Regions from separate parts of the Macaca mulatta genome. Here region 2 is linked to region 1. The links are chromatin contacts, called in public Hi-C maps. All regions are on one chromosome and are shown on one strand. Each heading gives the region's core, a stretch centred on a gene start, on an enhancer-like site or on the middle of the called end of the contact. The rest is flanking DNA. Distances are from core to core; before and after follow the strand shown. Region 1 overlaps CAT (catalase). Region 2 holds the start of ABTB2 (ankyrin repeat and BTB domain containing 2).

Evidence for each region. Hi-C and Micro-C count contacts between places; a contact is called where the count stands out from the background.
Region 2: a Hi-C map of blood shows a contact between it and region 1, with 4 times the contacts expected there. The contact joins the promoter of ABTB2 here to the enhancer-like site in region 1. A contact is called at or near these places in 4 of 14 Hi-C or Micro-C datasets (CD4 T cells, blood, cortical neurons and 1 more).

What each region holds. Positions count from the first base shown.
Region 1 is chr14:30,815,278-30,819,319 of T2T-MMU8v2.0, reverse strand. It overlaps CAT (catalase), which reads left to right. Exons shown (of 13, transcript XM_001115625.5): 10 at 1,343-1,473. All of the region lies in intron 4 of LOC144334270 (a long non-coding RNA gene), which reads right to left. Among named protein-coding and RNA genes, the nearest start is that of CAT, 27 kb to the left of the region's middle. Within about 2 kb of position 1,954, at least 11 of the 40 cell types and tissues checked have an H3K27ac peak or open chromatin away from gene starts, as enhancers often do. A contact at or near this core is called in CD4 T cells and blood, where this site is marked.
Region 2 is chr14:30,913,095-30,917,136 of T2T-MMU8v2.0, reverse strand. ABTB2 (ankyrin repeat and BTB domain containing 2) reads right to left here and starts at 2,236. Exons shown (of 17, transcript XM_015114548.3): 1 at 947-2,236. The coding sequence starts at 1,829.

The sequences.
Region 1 (4,042 bases), core at 705-3,204:
TTTGTTCTTGTGGTCAGTGCCTTAAAGACAACTCCCACTTTGAGTAAAGGTCAGAGCTCATTTGGAAGCAGGATTTTAAAAATTAACTAGGCACATTTCAAAGAGCTAATTCTTAATGAAGAAGGCACTGTGATGGCTGGTTGTTGGATCATTTTGCTTTTCATGTAGATGTGGCTGATCTGTTGAATTTCTTGAGCTAATAATTGGGCTCCATAATAATATGGTGTTCTTCCTTCCCCTACACACACACTTGGCGTCTTGATGAATGTCATACATAGGCATCTCTTGATTATCTACTGTGGATGATCTGTTATGGCAGTGAGCTGGCTAAAATTCCGATCCCAGATTGGTTTGCTCAAACCACTTAATATGTTTCTGGGCCACTCCTGTTTAGGCAGTGTGTGCTCGGGTAGTGAAAGCTTCTGCTAATGTCAGCCAAAGCAAAGTATAGTTGAGAAAATAAATATGCCAAAATGAAAAAAAAGCCTCATAATTTATTTCAAAAGTCAAAGAAAATATTTTGATTGTATTTGTCACTGTTTCTTATAAGTCCAGATAAGTAAGTGCTGATATACAATTACCACATTTTTTTTAAAATTCTTTTTTTATTGATCTGTGGAGGGTGTGAAAGTGAAGCTACAATGGAACAAAGTCATCATCGTCAGTAAAGGAGAGATACCCTGAGAATCCTAAAAACACTTCAAGGAATAGCAAAGTAGAGTTCTGTAATGGAAATACTGTATATGCTGGGCTGGAGGAGACAAAGAACCCAGAGTTCCAACCCCACATCTACCACTGGCTTCTGTGTGACCTTGCAGCAGTCAGGTCACATCACAGAGCCCCATGCTTGTGTCTGTAGATTCAAGGAGCAGAACCAGAACTTTCAGATTTCCGTCAAGAATTTTGTGATGCAGTGTTTGAATTGAACCCGAGTCCAAATGACACAATTTTTCAAGTCAATTTTGAAATGTGTCTTTGAACCTCATCCCTGTATGGTGGCCAAATCAAGCACACGTGTATAAACTTCTACATGTGCTGTAAGCCTCAGAGGACTTGATAGATGAGACCCTTTGAAGTGTCAAAAGGGACTTTGAGATTCATTCATAAAGTGCGGCAGCCTGTGCAAGCATTTAGCAGATGGCAGCGTTCCCTTAGAATCTTCATACTACCTGTAGCTAAATGCAGGAAATTAAAAATAACATGTGTGTGTTGTGTTTATATCCGTGTATGTGTACATGTGTATTTGATTACCACTTAAATTTATTTCTCATCACAGTGATTATTTGCAGACTTACTTGACTTTTCTTGTTCCTAAGTGCATCTGGGTGGTTTTCTTTTGAAGGTGGTGCTCCAAATTACTACCCTAACAGCTTTGGTGCTCCAGAACAACAGCCTTCTGTCCTGGAGCATAGCACCCAATATTCTGGAGAAGTGCGGAGATTCAACACTGCCAGTGATGATAATGTTACTCAGGTAATGACTTCTTTGTCTGCTATGGAAGTCACCTGCTAATTCTCCTTGTCAATGCCTGCATAATCTGCACCCCCCACCCCCGCAACGACCAAACTGTCTGATGTATCTTAAATTGAATTCAGGGAAGACTCATCTGTGATAGTAAATTGGGCCCCTAACTGGCTGGAGTTGAAGGGTTTTATTCCTCTGGTCTTTTGCCTCAAGGTATGGAGACTCCGTCTCAGTTTCTTCAAACTTTATTGAAGGGATATGGGGAGGGGGACATCGGGGAAACAGTGATTTCGTGGGAATTTAAGAAATGAGCATATACAGCGTATGTGGAGACAAATCTAAGAATCTGGGCAGGACAGCCCAGGGGTTCAAGGACTAGAACTAGAGATCCAAAATAGCTCCAGGAGCCTCGACCACAAGAGTGTGGGCGTTTCCACTGCAGAGCTCGCCCTTCACGTGGCTTATTCTCCATCTGTCTGCTTCTGCTTGCCGGTGCTAATTGATTATTTTTACCACAGCTTCCTGTTTTCTCCTGTCTGCGTCAGAGCTTCTGTTTTATCATTGTTGTGGCTTTTTCACAACGATGGTTTTCCCTTTAAGACATCTTTCTCCACGTATTACTCTTTTTTTTTGGACCACCTTTTACTCCTTCTCTCAACATATCTCAGATTCTAGAGAGATGGAATCCTATTGACTTGGCTAATCTTTTCACCCCAGGTTGCACCATTGGCCTTGGTCAGCCTCTAGTTAACTGCCCCAGGTCAAGTGCTCATCCTCTTTCCAGTCGCTTATAGCTGCCCTAAGGGCTGTTTCAGCACATGCTATGAAGGAGGCCCTCAGACTTGAAAGGGCCTGTGGGTGGGCAGCTGCCTCCTTAATGTGTCCAGTGCAACTTATATCACACACAATAAAATAATAAAGTTAAAAGTATAGTTATTCTAGAGCTCTGTTTGAGCAGTTAGTGTTAAACTTAGTATTTAAATTAGATTAGAACCTATTTCTAGTTTCTCAGTTTGTGAGTGTGGGTTCCAAGTAAAAGATACTTAAATACATGAATTAATTCACTGTGAGGATATCTTTGCTTGAAAAGCATTTACGTATATACATATATATGTATATATAAAAAAGAAATTACATTATCGTAGGATATAAACCATTTTTAGATGAGCTTAAAACATTTCCTGCAAACCTTTTATGTAACTGCATTATTTTTGGTGATGCAGATGACACCAAGTATGTTACAGTACATTCCCTGCCTCTCAAAGAATTTTGCCTATGTAAGGTCAATACAGGTATTAAACCAGCTGATACAACCCTTGCAAAACTTAATTAATGAGGCTATTGCTTACACATGAAAATTTATTATGTGCTCATCCTTATTTATTGAGAGAGTTTCTTATCACTATATAGGATATAGTATGGTTTTTAAGTAATCACAGTACTATTGTTATAGATTCATAGCATAATTCTGTGACGATGTATCACATGGGAAATACATAAGAAGGTCCAGATTTATTCTCTTAAAAATGATTCACTTGGGCTTGCCTCTGTCTATGGCAGACTAGCTTGTATCATACTTACCATTTCATGGAGAACATTGAAAAGGTGGGTAAAATACATAAAGCATTTGTTTGAAGGCTTTGGAGAGCTAACAAAGCAACACAGATTTAAAGGATCAAGATCAAAGATAGAAAAGAAGTGCAGAAAAAAAAGTGCAGAGAAGTAAATTTGACATTTGGTTTCCTTTCCTCTTGAGGTATTTGTTAATTTGTAAGCACTGGTCCAGAAGCTGAGTGGTGTTTACAGCAGTCTTATGAGTCTGAAGGGACAAAAATTGGAATTCAAGGTCTGCAAAGAAGCAGAGCTTCTAGTTACACTCAGGGCTTTCAGTTGAAATCCCTGAAGGGCCATGCCTAGGAATAAGGGCAAACTTGAAATAAACTTGCTCTCACAAAACATGAAACACAACTTTGCCTCTGCTCAGTCTCAGATTGGATTAAGGTGATCTCTCTGTACGCCATCTGTCAGAAGCAAACAAAATTTTCTTTGGTGGAAAATAGAACCTCAAATGATTCTAGACCTTTTTATATGCAAATGTTCAACATTCAACAATAAATGACCAGGCACCTAACACATTAAGACCTTATGACTGAAAATCAAGAGGGAGAGAAAACCCCCTACAAACTGACAGTACAAACAAACCTACTGGAGGCTTAAATAATGGAACTGTCAGATACAGGTTTTAAAATGACTAATTAATAGGTTTAAGAAAATAGATGACAGCATGAAGAATTTAGTAAGAGAACTTTAAGCTATAGAAAAAGAGTTGAATGGACATAACTAGAAAATGTAACAACTGAAATTAGAATTTAGTAGATGGCTTTTAAAGGAGGTTAACATGGCTGAAGAGAAGATTAGTGAATTGGAAGATAGAACAATAGATATTATCAAGGCTACTTCATCCGAGGAGTTCGAGGCCGTAGTGAGCTATGATTGCTCTACTGCATTCCACCCTGGGTGACGGAATATGTACACATACTTTTTTTTTTTTGTTTAATCCTTAAACCTGTAGGCTGGG
Region 2 (4,042 bases), core at 987-3,486, 98 kb before region 1:
GAAACTGAAGTATTGTAGGTAGTTTGGAGTTGAATGCAATGTCACACCCCCTAACATTGTCAGGGAAAAGGTCAAGTGCTTTGCTTCCATCCTTTGCACTAAATCCATGCCATCTTCAGAGAAGTGCAACCACCCAATGGTTCCTTTCCCAGACTTGACCCCAAGCCGTTACCTATCCCTGGATCTCTTCCCCCTGATGGGCCATCACTCTTTTCAGGAAAGAACATTTAATACAATGCAAGGTTTTAAGCAATGGCTCACTTGGTTGGTGACAGCTTGGAAAATCAGGTCCCAGGAGACAACCTGTACCCTTCCGGGAAGGGGAATCGGGGGTCCCCAGGTTTCATCATTCCTGGGCACATATAGTTAAGAGCGCGCCACCACCCCTCTAGCGCCTGACAGCATCCTTCAGCCCAGCAAAGCACAAGGCGCAGCGCCAGATCTCGGGCTTCCCACTCCCCTCCCCTCATCTCACTTATCCAAGGCTCAGGTCTTTAAGCTGGGACCCTTTGGCTGCTGCTATTGGGCTGGGGAAAACTAGGGGGCAGAATCAGTCAATCTGCCCAGCTGTTGGGAAAAGACAGCAACTAGAGATCTAGTTAAGCACGGCAAAGAGCCACGGGGCAGTAAGTTTCACTTCAAGAGAGGTTCAGGAATGGCTTGGTCAAGAGATTCAATCTCACCCAATCAATGAACGGCCCGCAGATAGTAACAATGCCACGCAGCACAGGATGTAGATCATTCACGAGTTTGCCCTCCAAAAGTCAGTTACCCTTAGAACAATCTCTGACAAGTGACATTTAATGAACCCTATCCTCAGACCCAACGCTTTCTCCCAAAGTACTGGCACAGCCACCAGCTTTGTCTCAGGAAATTCACTCCCCCAGTAGCCCAGGGCGGGATTTCTTGCCTACCCAGTCTGCCAGTCCGAGGCCCGCGCGCTTACCATTGGCGTTCTTGCCGCAGATGAGATGCTCATAGGGCTGCAAGACGCCCCAGAGCTCGGCGTCGTTGTTGATGACCATCTCCAGGGCCTCAGCAGACACCTCCCCGCCTCCGGCCCCTCCGCCATCAGGGCTCTGGCTGGCCATCACCCTGGCTCGGATCTCCTCCACCAGGTTCTCCATACAGGCGGTGAGCGAGATGGCCGCGTACTCATGGATGCGTACGGAGATTCGGGTGTCCACCATCCAGCGGAAAAAGCGGCCCACTGAGAAGGTGAGGCCGCAGCGCGCGGACTTGCCCCGGCGCAGCCCGTCTCCGGCGCTCATGCTGTACAGGGACAGCGCCTTGACGGCTGCCAGCGCGCAGCTCTCCGCCAGAGCCCAGCTGTGCACCAGGCGCACGGCGCTCTGCACCTCAAAGCGGGTGCACTTGGCGTGCAGCACGCTCAGGCGCTGCGCCTCGCGGGCCACGCGGATCAGAGCCCTACGGAGCAGCCCGGCCAGGCGCCTCACCGCCTCGGCGGAGAACTGGGGCAGCCGCCGACCGCCCGCACCTTTGCGGAGCACCCGGGCCACGTCTCCCTCGGTCCAGGGGAACTCCTCCAGCTCCGGGAGCCGCGGGCAGCGCGAGAAGAGGTCGGCCACTTCGGGGTCCTCGGGCAGCACCGTGTTCACCGTGTCCCAGCTGTTGTGGCGGCTGTTCATGGAGCCGGAGTAGCACCACCAGGCCGCCCCGCGGTGCTGCTGCGCCGAAGAGTTGAGCGCCTGCGAGTTGGACTTGGAGGACGAGAGGCTGAGCGAGCGGCACGAGTCCCCGGCCCCATACCCGGAGTCCAAGGTCAAGTCCTCCAGCGTCTTCAGAGTCGAGCTGTACGTCCCGGCCATGGGGAGCCTGCCGCGGGCGGCGTCGCCGAGCGAGCGAGGGGCGCTCACAACTCCATGCGCTCTTCCCCAAGTGGGCAGAAACAAGCTCTAGGCTCTCCGAGCCACCCTCTTTCCTCTCTGTGCCGCGGGGCTCGGCGGCCGCATTGCCAGCCCGGAGGCCGCGGGAAGGCGGGCGAGATCCGTGGCCAGCCGGAGCCCCACGCTCCTGGCGTCCCGACTCGAAGCTGTCACTGGAAAGATCCTCGCCGCTCCCCCTCGGCACTCCCCCTTGTCTACCTCTAATTCCCACAAGCGGAGCGTCAGTCCTCCACAGAGAAGGACTCCCGGGAGAACAGGGCGGCGGCGAAGGGCGCAGGGCGCAGCGCGAGTCCGGGACCAGCCGGCGAGAAAGCGCTCGGCAAACTTCTGCTCGGCGCCGGCCGGCGGCACAGCTGGGTACCAGGCTGCGTCCGACATGCAAATAACCTCGGGCAGCTCACCAATCACCGGCCGCGATGGGCGGGGATGCACCAATGATCTTCGAGGGGGCGGTCACTATGCAGATTTCACTTTGCCTTGGGTGAAACCCCGCGGCGGCGGAGGCGGGGCTGGAGGCGGAGGGCCGGGCACGCGGCTGGGATGGGGGTGGAGATGGAGGTGGGGATGGGGGGTGGGGGGGTGGGGGTGGGGGGTGGGTTGGGGGGATGGGGGGTGGGTTGGGGGGGTGGGGGGTGGGTTGGGGGGGTGGGGGGTGGGGGGTGGGGGGTGGGGGGTGGGGGTGGGGTGGGGGAGGGGGAAGGGCGAGCCAGCGAACTGGGAGGTGGAGGTGGAGACGGGAAAGCAGCGGTCGAAACCATAGCTCCGGAGCTCACGATTTAAAGAAAAATGCAAAGGAAAAGCTACAGAGCGCTGCCACCTTCCCGCAGCCCAGGCTTTGGGCGTTCGCTGCTCGCTTTGGAACCCTTCTCAGCCAGGCGTTCCGGGGTGGGGGCCAGGAGAATGGGGAGGGCCCCAGCCAGGCGCTCCACCTCTCCTCCACCTTCGGCCAGGCCCCTCCCGCAATCCGAAATGAAACGCTGGCTGTGTTTGGAGGGAGGAGGGACGTCCCTGCCTCTCTTCCCAAGTCCGTCTGGCTTCTTTGCGCGGCTGTCTAGGCTCCAATCAGGACAGAATTTCTTAACCTGGGATCTGATCAATGGACGGGCCCCAGAAAGCCTGTGAGTGCCTCCGCCCATTTGTAGTTTCACCTGCCCTTTTCTGAGTGCTACTATGGGGAGGAGGCCCCAACTTTTGTCAGATTCTCGAGAGTATCCATGAGTTTTCTGTTACCGCTGTGTGACGATACCACTTGCTGTCAGGTGGATCCTTTTTGTCCGAGGTAGAGAGTGTTCTTACAGGAAGAATGAGAAGAAGGTGGCAGAGCGGTCCCTAGCCCTGGGTTCCGCTCGGAACACCTAGCTGGATGCAGGTGTTCGCCTCCTAACGCGTGCTGGTGGGCGAGCCGTATGCCCCCGCGGGACCCAGTTCCGCCGGGGTACAATGAGTGGCTGACCTCCAGGCAGCGCCAGTGCCAACTTACCGCGGGGCGGGTGTCCCCAAGCGGTCCGCCAGAGCTCTGTAAGTTCAGCACTCCCATGCCCGGTCCAGGCACGTCCCGCCGCTGCCCTGTGGCTACTCACACGCACGTGCGCGAACGGACCTGTGCCCCCTCCACGGGAACCGCAGACTCAAAGCGGGGATTGTGCGTTCGCTCTTCTCAAGTCAGCCTCCCCGACTCCTGAATGGCTCCTTTGTGTTGCATTTTACACAGTTCTGACCTTGGGCTGTGAGTTGGATATGAACTAGAAATGTCTGGTTTGTCTCTTTCCTTCTGAAATTAATGGCCTTTACCCCCGGCGAAACTGCTTTTTATTTGGCAATTTCGCCTAATTTTGCCTTTCCACGGGTCTTTATTTATGCAACATCGCCGCCCGATGGTTAGAATTGGGAACAGAGTCAAAGATGGAAGTACTGTAATATCAAAGACACAAGTCAGCAGAGATCAAATTAACAAAGGAGAACACAGTCACACTTTACAGACGTGAGATTAGAAGTTAAAGTAGGCAATGAGGTCCAACTTGTCAAAAATACAAAAGTAAATTTTATGCAATTTAAAACTTTATTGGGTAAATGTAATATTAAAGGCAATGTCGCCCTCTAATGGATATATTTAAAGAATTTCAGAAAGATTTCCC